2 separate regions of the Anas platyrhynchos genome follow, and region 2 is linked to region 1. A link is a contact called in public Hi-C data. All regions are on one chromosome and are shown on one strand. Each heading gives the region's core, a stretch centred on a gene start, on an enhancer-like site or on the middle of the called end of the contact. The rest is flanking DNA. Distances are from core to core; before and after follow the strand shown.

Region 1 (6,651 bases), core at 2,811-5,310:
GGCATTTCTTTGTGCAGTGGCATTTCTTGATGTCTTTTCAGTGCTACACAGTTTTGTGGTACTCAGCATAATCTATTGCATGTTCATGCTGCCTTGCATAATGAGACTTATACATTGTTCCTTACTTTGTTGGGCTGATCCCTTTCTGCATCTACGCAGATGCCATGCTCACAGAGCGTCTCAGATCCTCCCTGGCAGTCATCAAACTTCGAGGCACAGTGAGACCCATAGGTTTCTGGAGTACAGGAGCAGCTAATGGTGAAAGCAGACAGAAAAATCAATATGTTATTTCTATATAGCACTTAAAGATCATGTGTTACTGTAGTAAGATAATATTCTGCAGTGTTTATTTATACGGTGTTCCTCATGAAGCCCCTGTGTATTTAGCAGTACTGACAATCCCATTAATAATCCTGCAGCCAGAGGCAAGGCTCCTGTCTAGCAGAGACTGAAGAGCCATGTGGGATTTGCTTATATCCGTGACTGTCCAGGCCCACAGGAGTATCCACAGATTTTTCTTACAATCACAAATCCAAGAAAAAGGAAACATTTAAAGTGAGACTTCAGCAGAATATGTGCCTGGAAATCCCCATTTCAGCCAGAGAGCACCTTAGCTTTGCTTTTCACCTTCATATGTTGCTGGGTACCTAAAGCTCTACCTCTAGCAATACACAAAAATGCTTTGCCGTCAAGAGGCTTGGTGCTTATCTCCTGTCTATGTCTGTACACAAGGAGCAGCCCCACTCACCTCCCCAGAGCAGTCCAGACATCAGTCCCTGCACTCCCTCCCAAAGCAGAGATGTATAAGCTACAGCTGGCACTGCAGTTTCTTGTTGTTGTTGTTGTTATTGGTTTTGTTTGTTTGTTTTTTAAACCTCCACCACTGCAGGAGATGGTGGTGTTAGCTCTTCACCCTACAGCAGCTTCCCTGCTGCTGAGCACTCACCTGGGAGGTGGCCCAGCCGAGGCCATTCCCTCCTATCCCACACCCAGCCCATCACAGGGAGTGGGGCAGCCTCATACCCTGTGGAGTGACAGTGGGAGCACAAGTGTTTGCTGAGGTAGGAGGAACAAAGCTGCAGGCTGAAGGGATGCATCCCGCAGCGCACACCTTAGTCACAGCATTGCACAAACACAGTGGAACTGAAATCAGGAGCTTCTAGGCTATCAGGTGATGGTTCTCTTTCCTCTGGCCCTTTATTTCCACACGGACAAAAACTGAGTCTGAAATACAACTAACTGAATGGGATTAAAACTGCAGAAAGACTCCCATTAATTAGCTAACTTTTAATAAAATGAAGGTGAGACACTTATTTCGATGCAGGTAATGTGCTGAGATGTCTGATCCCCACAGAGACATATAGCACTCACTTGGCCCTGTTCACTTGCTTTTAAGCTGGCTAATAAAAATAAATAAATAAATATATACCATATAAAAACACCTCCGTACAAGCATTTACCTACACAGTTTGAATCAGATATTCCGGTGCAGCTGATCTGGACCTTGGAGCAATTTACTAGTAAGCCATGCTATCCTTGCCATGGCGACGTGATCAGCTGAAAAAGTGTTTGATAAGCCAATTGCAGATAACTAAACTCTGCACCCAGGACAAGTGACCCAGGTGAACTCAGGCTTCAAAACTGCAGTCGCAGTACTGTAAAACTGCATGTTTATTAATGTAAGAGACAGCAAATACACCGACATCGTCTTGCAAGTGCAGTCGCTCAAGCTGGGCAAGCAGAAAGTCGGCAGGACAGGGAAGCAGAACACCCCCAAACGTTCAAAGTACATGCAGAGCCTCACATTCAGCTCCAAAGGACACAGCAAGGCAATCGGAGAGGCTCCAAAGGAGAAAGAAAATGACACTGTCTCCTGCCTAGTCTGGAAAAGATTAATCCATTACCCAGTTGAAATTGCTCAGCTTTGAGAAGTCGGCCACGCTGCAAGGAGCTTTGGCCAAACTGCAAAGCAGTGCGGCGTGGCACTGCCCTGGTCCTCTCCCATTGCTACCTGCACTGTCCTGGTGAGGCCCCCATTATGCTGATTGCGATGCAAATGTCTGATAGACATGGGGATTCCCATGACCTTTTGTCCAAATGATGCCATGTCCTTTTGAGGTGCTGAATCAGGAAAGCATTTCTAGATTACCTGCTTTTTCCTCATACCTCTGTGCTTTCCTGAATTAGAGCTTGAAGCTTGCAAGTAAAGAAACTGAACAAGGAGTGAAGAAGGCATTACCTTCCACTTGACAGTACCTGATAGAGCACTGCTCTTCACCTGGTGTTATCCCTGAGGCCTATAGGAAGTTAAATATCACCACTTTCTTTACCCACAGTCCCCACTGGTGTATGTAACTGCACCAGAGCAGGACTGGGGTGACAAGGGGTGCTGGGCCCCAGAAAAACCAGCAGCAACGTTCTTACAGCTGCTGAAAAGAGCCATGTCACCCTGTTTAGGGATGGATTTAGCATCCAGGGAGTGCTCAGAAATAAGTAGGACATTATGTGAAAGGAGTCTGCGAAGACAGTATAATGGAGTTGGGGAAAGGACTGAACTATAATCCTGAGGGCATAATGCAAAAGCAGTAGTATCACAATGTTTGTGACTTACAAAGAGGTTCTAGTTTCTTTGAAGTAATTGTGTAATTTGTAAAAATTACACTGGGGAACAAACTTCAGGAATCATGACCATAGAAACACAATGAAAGTAGCTGAGAAAAAGGCAGAGGGTTTGTTCCCTCAAACCTTAATTTAGTCACACACCTGTATGCCACATAGCAGAGCACAGTAAGAAACAATAAGTAAAGGCAGGCTGCTTTGTATGGTGTTTCCTTGATGAATGTCTTGCATTGAGGACAGCTGCAAGCAAGCTATAAAGATCTTTAAAATCAAAGAAAAGCTGTCAGGCAGCCTTACACACACAGTAACATCTCAACAGGTTCTGTGTTCCTGCTGAAGTGTGAGGAGCACTGCATGAGAATTTCCCTTTTGTGAAGTTCCTCCAAGAACTGACAAAGCACTGTAAGGCAGTGTTACACCAAGCAAATATTTGTGGGGGCTAAGGCTTTCATGCTGAAGCAGGAGACAAGATGCTTTGAAGAAAGCTGTGGCATGCTATCCAGCCTGCTTGTTCCCACTGCACAGGGAGAGCTTTGTATTATATCTGAAAGTTATTTATTTACCAGATTATTTGCCACTATGGAAAATAAGACTCAGGATGTTCAGGCTGGCTTGCCTTGTAAACGGGAGCATGTTTCTTAAGGAGCTGAACAAGGACTGCCCTCTGACTGGGCACAGCTGGAGAAGGGTGAGCCCCAAGAATCTCGTGTCTGTGGTGCCCAAGCACCCTTCTGGCCAGTCTGCTGCAGGCAGCATTTCTCCTCCCTTTCTATCTGACAGCACTGTGTGTTGCTTGTGCTGCTCCAGTCTCAGTGCTGCTGGTATTTCTGGAGTAGGTGAAGGCATTTCCAAGAGTTATGCAGCATGCTGGGGGTGCCACTGAACACTGGTGTCCACATGCTTAGGAAGTTTCCAACATCTCAAAGAGTTTGCTGGGGAAAAGCTCTGCTCCTGTGCTGAAGCAAGCGATGGCTTTGGAGGGCATCTGTGCCTGCGGAGGGCTCATCTATACAGTGTACTAATGATTTTGTGGCCTCTCAGACTGAAAGGAGGTGATATATAGTGCATAGATACTACATAGACTTGTTACTAGAACTTGTGCTGCAGATGGCACAGACATAGCAGTGTTTTATACAGCATTTTTGTGTATAGTTTTGAAAAGTTACCTGTAGCTGCCGGGTGTGTTCACACAAGTGGCTCCATTCTGGCAGCCCAGTGCCGTTCCAGCATAAATCTGGCATTCATTAACATCCACTGAACAGAGGAGGCCCTAAGATGAAATGGAAAACCAGTTTATTTTCCAAATAACAGAGAAATGAAGCAAACCATGGAGCCAATGTTTAATATAGTTTCCAAACATACACAAACCACGGGCTGCTATCAACACAGCTTCTCTTATGAAACATTATAACAACACTCTATTGTTCAGCTGTGTTTCTGTGACCCTGGCTATCAGTCAGATGAGGGAAAAATATTTCAGATGTCTGCAGAAAGCATATGGACAGCTTAGTACTGTCAGTCCCACTACTTTCCAACTCCCTAGCAAAAGGCTCCGAAAATTTTCTTTCGAACTGTTCTTATCAGGAGATGCTGTTTTGTTAGGACTGAAACTACATCAATTTTGACACAAGTCTCACTGGGACAATTTTCAGGCTGAGAGTTTTTGTGAAAAAGGTGGAATTTTCCATCTTTAAATGTATGTAACAACACCATTAAAGCCTTTGCCAAGAAGGTCTTTGGATTTCAAAAACCCAGAATGAGATTGGTTACTTACACCCCCATTTGTTTTACTTTGGACTTCAATAAACACCATTCCCTTCCTTCATTCTCTCTATACCCTTGCATAAGCTCAACAGCAAGGTATGCAGTTCAGTTCACGCTGCTCAACAAAAAGCAAAGACTAATTCTCTGCTGTGGAAACTGCCAAGCATCACTGACTCCATGGGGCATCACCCACATATAGCAGTGCAGGGTCTGACCCACTGGTTGGGGCTTCAATTTTCTTGGTGTATGTCAGTGTTGTTGAGAAGCAAATGTGTTGCACTTAAACTAAGTGATGACTCTGTTGTGGTTGTTTTGCTGTTCAGTATATCTTACTCCATTCGGAACAATTTTAAAATGGTGTGCTTTGTCACAATTGCACTAGCCAGGTACATCCTTGCAGTTACAACACACATCACACATTCAGGGAGTCTATAGACTCACCTGCCAGTTGCTGGGACAGAGGCAAAAGAAACCATCCAATGAGTTCACGCAGGTCCCTGAGTTCTCACAGGGGTTGCTGCTGCAGGCTTTCCTCTGGAGAGACTGAAACCCAGCAAGAGAGCAGGCAATTAGCTTCCTTTTATTTAGTTTTTCATCAGCATTTATTTTCAAGACAAAGTTGTAGGTTTTTTTTTTTTCATTCTTTCCCTCTCATCTTTTTCAGTAAGGTTAATTTGCAAAACTTTTGAGCTCTTTCATTCACATCTGTACAAAAATATGACTTAGTATGATTGATCTTACACAGGATGACTGGCTGCAAGCACTAGGATGAGCGAAGCTCTGTAAGATGTAAATATTAATAGAAACTGTTCTTCAATGGCAGGCTGTTAGTGAGTCTAGATGGAGAGTTGGTTATCTTATCTTCCTGATTTCATGGGTGACTCATCGGACAACTGCTTTTACTGGCAGGAGTAGCTGTGGCTTGTCACACGCTCATGGAGAAGCAGCTGATGGTTGAAAATAAGCTATTTCCAGCACAACACAAACTCCCGTTTAAATTCTTCAGTCTTTGGCTTGACAGATAAGTGAAGGAAGAGTTTATTTTTCCTTGGTATCTAGTTGTTATTCTTCAGTCTACAATTGTTTTTCCTTTAAGGAATGCAGGCTCCTACACAGTTTATGTTTTGTAAGAGGGTATTTCACCTCCTTTACAAACCTTGGCTTTTTTTAAACCTCCTGTTACCAGAAAAGGTTTTCCTGAGCAGTGTGTGAGAGGAAAGAAATCATTTAGCTATTTAATCATTGTAACCTTATCTTACTTACTTGGGGTCAGATGTTTCTTTTTTGATCTTCATTTTCTTTCCCATTTACTCACCTGCTCTAAGCTTTGAAGTTTGTTGTCAAGATCTGTGATCTGCAAGAGAAATGCAAATTAAGTTGTCCTTGTCATGAGAGCCACTGCAGAGGTACATGTTGGTCTCAGGGCTGGCATGCTGGATGCCAGTAAGCTAACAAAGTGCTTTCTTTGGAGTATAGCTTGTGTGTGAAACCAGGTGACAGTCAGGTTCAAATCAGGTCCCATTCACTGGGATTTAAGTCCTTTAGGCAGTTCAGAAAATCACTGCTTATGAAAAGAATATGTCCAGTTTTGCCTACAGAAAGAAAAACAGTCTTGTGAAGATGCATTAGGGTGTTTAAGAACATGAATATTCCAACAGGACTGCTCAGGTGCTCATGAGCCATCTGAAGGACTGAGGACTGAAGTGCATACACCGAAAGCCCAGGAAAGGTTTCAACATATCTCAGTTGGTTAGATCCACAAATAGCAAGCAGAAGGTGAATCAGGGAATACCATAGACACATGTTAGGACAATTTCCCTTGGAGGTCTCAGGCTATAAAATATTTTCCTATAATGAAATGATGTCTGCACTCTAACAAAAGACACCTAAATGAAGTCACTTAAAGGATTTCCATCTTCTGTTGGAGAAAAGTCTTTAGTATCTGGGAAAAGTTCCTTGCCAGTATTTTCTTTCCTCTGTAAATCTCTACATCCCATTTCACCCATGCAGTGGAATATCTAGGTAACATGTATAAGAACATATTTGGTCCATAGCCTCAACTTAGTGAGATTTCACTTCCATAAATGTTAGAGGACATAGTCCATGGAGACAGTGAACAGAAAAAGAATCCTGGTCGTTGGAAATTATGGGAATTACAGGACTATTTCCATTGTCTCCAGAGATACCGGTTCAGTATCTCTGATGTTAAACAGACTCTGAGCTGATGTTAAATATGGACTCTGCCCCAGCTCCCTGAATCGAAGCCGA
Region 2 (6,327 bases), core at 461-2,960, 69 kb after region 1:
GTGATTTGGGTACTTGTAGGGCTCATGCTCAAAACCCTATTTGCAGTTGTAAAATTCCACATGTAAAACGCACCTGGTGTGGGTTATGGGACACTTTGGGACAGGTATGTTCTCCCATGAGAGAATTAAAACATATCCCTTAGCCTTAGTTGCCCTTAGGCACCTGTGGAGCACCAAGAAAGCTGATGTCCCTGCCATAGGGGGTTTGGTGGCTGTCACCCAGGACCTGTGCCATGTGGAGATCACATCCTGCTGGGGCACACCCGGCATGGGGAGGCTCCTGCTCCTGGCCAGGGCTTGCAGAGCCTGGTTTGCTTATGCCAGTGGGTAGAAAGGGAGGTGCCCTGGGGGTGTGAATGCTCACATTTAGAGAAGATGAGTGGCTGAGTGTCTGGATAGAGAATCTCACTGATGACAGGTAAATATCAGAAATTTTAATTGCAAATCCTTTTACTAGGGAAAGGAATGAAAGCCTGGGTATTACTGAAATTTTTGAAGTCATTTGCATATAATGAACCGCTTTAGCAGACATTTGCTTGAGTGCAGTCATGCATGCAGAACTAGGAAGTGCCAAAAATAAAATTACATTTTCAATCTTCATTTGGTCTCTTTGTGCTCATGCAGAGCGCTACAGATTTCAGCTGCAAATTCATGGACCTTGTCCCATTCAGTGAGCATACCAGACAGAAGTGAGCGGTAACAACAGCCCTGTGAGGTGGGTTACAGTCTCCTCATTTCACGCATGGGACTGTGAGGAAGAGCCGTCAAGCTCAGGAGTGTAAACTAAGCCCAGGGATCTGGTGTGAGGTCAGTCAGCACTGTATACTTTGAAAACACTTATTGGTTTCAGGTCCGGGTACGTTCACAGTCTGGATCTCAGCTCGAGTTCACAAACTGAAGATTCAGGGGATACCAGTGAAAAGCATGGTTCAGGTGAAATTGCCTGCCTCCAACAGTAAAGCTGTAGCACAAGGGGGAACAAAATCCAGTTCTACAACATGACATAGAGCCCCCTTACCCGTGGGGCCCTTCTCTATAGCACATCGCATTGCTCATCCACATTTCCCTTTAGTGGCAATAAGGGAAGCGATGCTCTAGCGAGCTGTCCCCTCCACAACCCAGCCCAAGGCCACACCTTGGGCCTTGGCTACTCTGTGAGGAGCCCACAGGTGAAAATTGCTTTTGGGCTCCGGTCCGCAGCAACCAAACTCACTGCTTCACAAAAAGGCAAGTCCATAGCAGCCAAATCTCTGCACAATGGTGCGTAATAGTTTCCATATGAACTCCTCAGCCTGACTTTCTGCCCATTTCTTTTTCAGAGACGTATTGCAGCTGTCTCCCTGTGGTGGATTACACAAACTGCAAGGGGAAGGCAGCCTGTCCAAGCATTGCTGTCTGATGGATCCCTTACTGCAGTGTGCTGTGCAGGATTGTATGGTCACTAATGGGAGAGAGGTGATGCTGAAGATGTCTCAGACGTGGCAGACACAAAATGAAATCGCTTTCAGGATGTAGAACTGTGGGAAATTGCACGAAGTCAGCAGCCAAGCACCCACAGAGCTGCTTTCTCCCTCACTCTCTGGGACAGGGGGAGAAAATAGGAAGAACAAAAGTAAGAAAAATTATGGGTTGAGATAAAGACGGTTTAATACGTGAAGGACGGGGAAAAACTAGAAGCAAGGCAAAGGAAATCATACAGCACCCCCCACAGGCAGGTCGATGCTCATTCAGTCTCTGTGCAATGGCCACATTGGAAGCCCAAATCCCTCTTCTGTCTTTATCACAGATTTTATTGCTGGGCATGATGATATACAGAATGGAATATTCCTTTGGCCCATTTGGTCAGCTGTACCAGACATGTCCCCTCACAACATTTTCCCCCTGAGCTTTCTTTTCTCCGGGCTGAACTTGTCCTCTTCTTGTATGTCAGGTGCTTCAAGCCCTTCCCTGTCCTTGTGGCCCTAGGCTGGACTTGCTCCAGCTGTAAATATCTCTTTTGTACCGTGGAGTACACAATATTAATCATTGAATTACACTGGCTGGTCATGAAAAGGATCCATATACAGTGGTGACCTGACAGATGGGAGTGCAAGTAAAGGCCACAGCTCTAAAGTGAACAGCCATAGCAGGTCAGACCAACTATCCACCTCATTTGTTATAGTATTTGCTGAAGAAAAGGGCACAAGAAACAGGGTCTCAATCCCTGGAATATCCTTCATTTTCCTGAAAACAAATTCAGGAAGTTTTTGAGCCAGTGACTTCATCCAGACAATTGATGAACTTGTCTCATCTATTTTGAATCCTTTAATATTTCTGGCTACTATCATCCTGCATTTCATTTTTTGACAGTGTACCAGGGAAAAACATCTTCTTTGGATGATTTTATCCTCACTGTCTGAACTGACTGATGTTTTATTTTATATTATTGTTATTATTGTTATTGTTATTTATTCCAGATGTTTATGTGTTAGGAAACTTAGTAAATATTCACTCTGCATTCAGTCCCTGCATGCCACCCCTCATTTGACAGATTTCTCTAGTAGCTCTTGCATGTTTCTAACACCTAAGTGTCTTCTCATCTAGGAGCCCTCATCTAGGAACCCTAATAATCCTCATCTTTCTTCATATTTTAGTTCTGCTATAACCTACTTAAAACAAGGTGACCAAGACAACAAGTAATCTTTAAGACACATGCATTGAAGCAACACAGAGTGACATAATGGGAACTCCTGCTTTGTGCTCAGTTGCTTTCAAGGTAAGTAAAAATATCGCGTTTGGAGTTTTGATCATTGCTCAGTACTGGGCTGACATTTTCAGAAAGTTATCCACACTGACTCAAAGATCTATTTCTAATAGCTAATTCAGAATTCTAACTTCACAGAGTTATTTTTTGCCCATTCTTTGCAGTCTTTGACATTAAATTTTCATTCAGTTTGATCACCCAGTCAGCCAGGACTGTGATATCCTTCTGCAACTTTGAGCTTGGCATTAACACAGACTGCTCTTAATTTTGTACCAGCTGAAAACTTTGTCAACCTGCTGTTTGTTCTTTGCTAGATCACTGAGGAATATATTGAATGGCAAAGTCCAATGTCCAGTGCTTGTGGGAGTGCAGTGACAACTTCCTTCCATAGTGAAGGCTGTCCGTTATTTCTTGTTTCCTACTTTCCCTGTTTCTGTCTTGTTTCCTACTTTCTAACTTAAAATAGGGAGGATATTCCTTCTCAATTCCTTAGCAATCTGCAGTGATCATTTTTCAAAAGCTTCTGACAAAATCTTCCATCTGCCTTACCCACAAAGCTTGTAAAATCCTATAGACATTTCCACCAGATTCTTGAGGCATGACGTCCTCAGGAAAAAATGTGTGTGGAATCCTACCCAGTATAGCTGCTTTTACAGTTTCTTCTGAATTTGCAAGGTGAAAATGTTAAATTTACTGCTCTATAGACTTCAGCATTGTCCTGGAGACTTTTTATAGTCTGAAATTTTACTGGCCATTGATGATTCCTCTGACTCTGGAGTGCAACTAGCAATTAGTACTTTCACATTGACGCACTTCAGACCTATTTAGTGGTTGCCATTCCATATTTTTCTTACCTGTCAATGCATCGATTTGTTCCAAAACCTCTTCAGTTTGAGATTGACCTTCATCTGGGGCTCCCTGACCTTATTCTTAATGAACTGTAGCCATGCCGTATTTTTCCTGTGGCTTATCTTCACTGAGTTCTAACTCTTCACTGTCTCACTTGAAGCTGCACTGAATTTCTTATAGGCATTATGTTTTGGATGTGTATGAAAGTGGGTTTTTTTTATTAGCAATTTACCTCTTGAGCTGGTATGTGATCCAGCTCACTGGAGATTTACTTCTCGTATGACAGAGACCATATTTTCTGGTTTGCTCATTTGAACATGACTCCTGTCAAATTTTAGTAGTTCCCCTCACTGGCTTTTTTAATTGAACTGTGTTTTTGTGTGTGTGTGTGTTTTTGTTTGCTTTTTTTAATTTGTTTTAAGAGGATTTTCAGCAGGACAGCAGGCAGTTTTCAGTGTTTAATAAGGTATCTCAAAAAGTGTCTTTGTGGCTTATAAATTTTCAATCTTTTTTTTTTTTTTTTTTTTCTTTTTCTTTTCTTTTTTGGTGTCTACATTTGAGGAATTCTCCCTTTTGAAGTTCAGCTTGATTGAAGTGGACTTCCAGGGCCTTCTTCCTTTCTGGCTGGATATTAAATTTCAGCACATGCAACTGCTATATCCTTTTCACCACTAACCTCTTCACTTTCCACACAGGGTATAAATTACCCATCTCTCTCTTTCTTTTGCGAGATATGTTCTTAACATTTCTCTCCTTTAATTCCTCAGTATCTAGCCACCTTTTCCTTCATGTACTGCAGCTCCTATGTATCTAACTGAACATTCAGCAATTGCTTTGAACTTCATGGAATCTACTTCAAACATGAAAAAGGGGGCTTTCAGATGAAAGCTTGTTAGTTCTTTCCCCAAAATTCATTAGATTGGGCTACTATAGCACAGGGCCTTTATCCAAAAACCTTGTCTTGTACTGTTATTGAAGGGATGTTGGGGCGCTGCAGGCCTCCCTGGGGCCAGCATGCCAAGGCCTCAGCTGCCAGAAGCCAGGCCCCATGGCATTCAGCTCACCAAGGGGAACACGGGAGCTCTGGCTTCGCTTGAGTGCAGACCCTGAATCAGATTTTTGTTTATGCCTTCACTCGTTGGTACCTCCAATGCCAGGAGAGCAGCACTGGCTGTAATGTAGGTGGTATCCTGATGCCACCAGTGACTGTGTCACACTAGCTCCAGGCCATAGGTCAGCCTCTGTGCTTGACAACCACCTCAAAGGCTGGGCAGTGATATCTCTGCCTGCTGTAGTTATAGGCTCTCCATACGCCATATGAAGATCTAATTTGTAGTCCCCTCAGAGGTGGCTCCCTACAACAGGTTGCCTCGTTTTGGGGGTACTGGTGAGGTGGACCATGTGGAGATGGTAAGTTTGGAGCATAGCCTGTCACATCCTCCACAGGGGTGATCAAAAGGCTGGAGCACCTCTCGTATGAAGACAGGCTGAGGGAGTTGGGGTTGTTCAGCCTGGAGAAGAGAAGGCTCCAGGGAGACCTTATAGCGGCCTCCCAGTACCGAAAGGGGCCTACAGGAAAGCTGGGGAGGGACTCTTTGTCAGGGAGTGTAGTGATGGGACAAGGGGGAATGGCTTTAAACTAAAAAAGGGTAGGTTTAGATCAGATATGAGGATGAAATTCCTCACTCTGAGGGTGGTGAGGCACGGGAACAGGTTGCCAAGAGAAGCTGTGGATGCCCCATCCCTGGAGATGTTCAAGGCCAGGCTGGATGGGACTTTGGGCAACCTGGTCTGGTGGGAGGTGTCCCTGCCCATGGCAGGGGGATGGAATTAGATGATCTTTAAGGTCCCTTCCAACACAAACCATTTATGACTCTATGGTTCCATGGTTCTACAATTCTATGATCTCAACTCCATGTGCTGCTGCCCTTTTGCACAGCGAGAGTGAGGTGCCTTGTGCTTGGTAGAGCACTGAGGCATCATGTCTGTAACTCAGTCTGCAACACTTTGCCCAGGTACTGCAAGGCTCTCCTTAGCTCCTCCACAAACATCACAGACTTCTGCAGAAAGAACAGTAGTCAACAGTAATATGGTAGCTTCAGAATATGTGCTAAATGCAGTGTAAATTGAGAGGCTACATCTGGAGACAAAGAGAGGCATAAAAATGGAAGAACAACATTTACAGATCTACTGCTTTTGCATCTGACTTTAATTCCTTGACTGAGCACAAAGAACCATGTATATTAGATATTTTGCTCTTGCAGGATATTGAAGGCTGAGGCATGAATTTATTTTTCAAAGGGAGGCGAGTAACACCTCCACCTGATATCCCACATCATCAGCCACCAGTTGGAGAGATGCACTTTGAACTTTGAGATTTGTTGACATTAATGTGGGTAAAAGTCTACATGAATAAATTCTGCAGGGTTTATTTGCCTGCAGTCTGAACTGAGCTCCCTGGAGCTGTTGAGGGGGTGAGAAGGAGACAGCAGCAATCTGATCAGAGGAGGAAGAAGTTCTACAGGACCTAGATAAGACAGGTTGGTATAGGCTTGGATATAAGTGGCTTGGAAAACCACTATTTTATCTTAAGTTTATGCATGAGACAAAGCAAAATACTTGGCTGGCCTTCTACCTTTGTTCAATTTCCTTTCCATGTACACAAAGCAATTTCAAATAGAGGATTTACTTTTCAACTCTCAAATATTATTTCTGCTCATCCAAGAAGACCTTCC

What was found. Hi-C and Micro-C count contacts between places; a contact is called where the count stands out from the background.
Region 2: a contact with region 1 is called in a Hi-C map of skeletal muscle, with 2.3 times the contacts expected there. The contact joins two enhancer-like sites. A contact is called at or near these places in 2 of 8 Hi-C or Micro-C datasets (liver and skeletal muscle).

Annotation. Positions count from the first base shown.
Region 1 is chr2:138,295,386-138,302,036 of IASCAAS_PekinDuck_T2T, forward strand. It overlaps CUBN (cubilin), which reads right to left. Exons shown (of 67, transcript XM_005015103.6): 4 at 5,699-5,737; 5 at 4,825-4,926; 6 at 3,786-3,889; 7 at 126-252. Among named protein-coding and RNA genes, the nearest start is that of CUBN, 4.3 kb to the right of the region's middle. Within about 2 kb of position 4,061, at least 3 of the 8 cell types and tissues checked have an H3K27ac peak or open chromatin away from gene starts, as enhancers often do.
Region 2 is chr2:138,366,836-138,373,162 of IASCAAS_PekinDuck_T2T, forward strand. No RefSeq gene overlaps it. Among named protein-coding and RNA genes, the nearest start is that of VIM, 15 kb to the left of the region's middle. Within about 2 kb of position 1,711, at least 5 of the 8 cell types and tissues checked have an H3K27ac peak or open chromatin away from gene starts, as enhancers often do.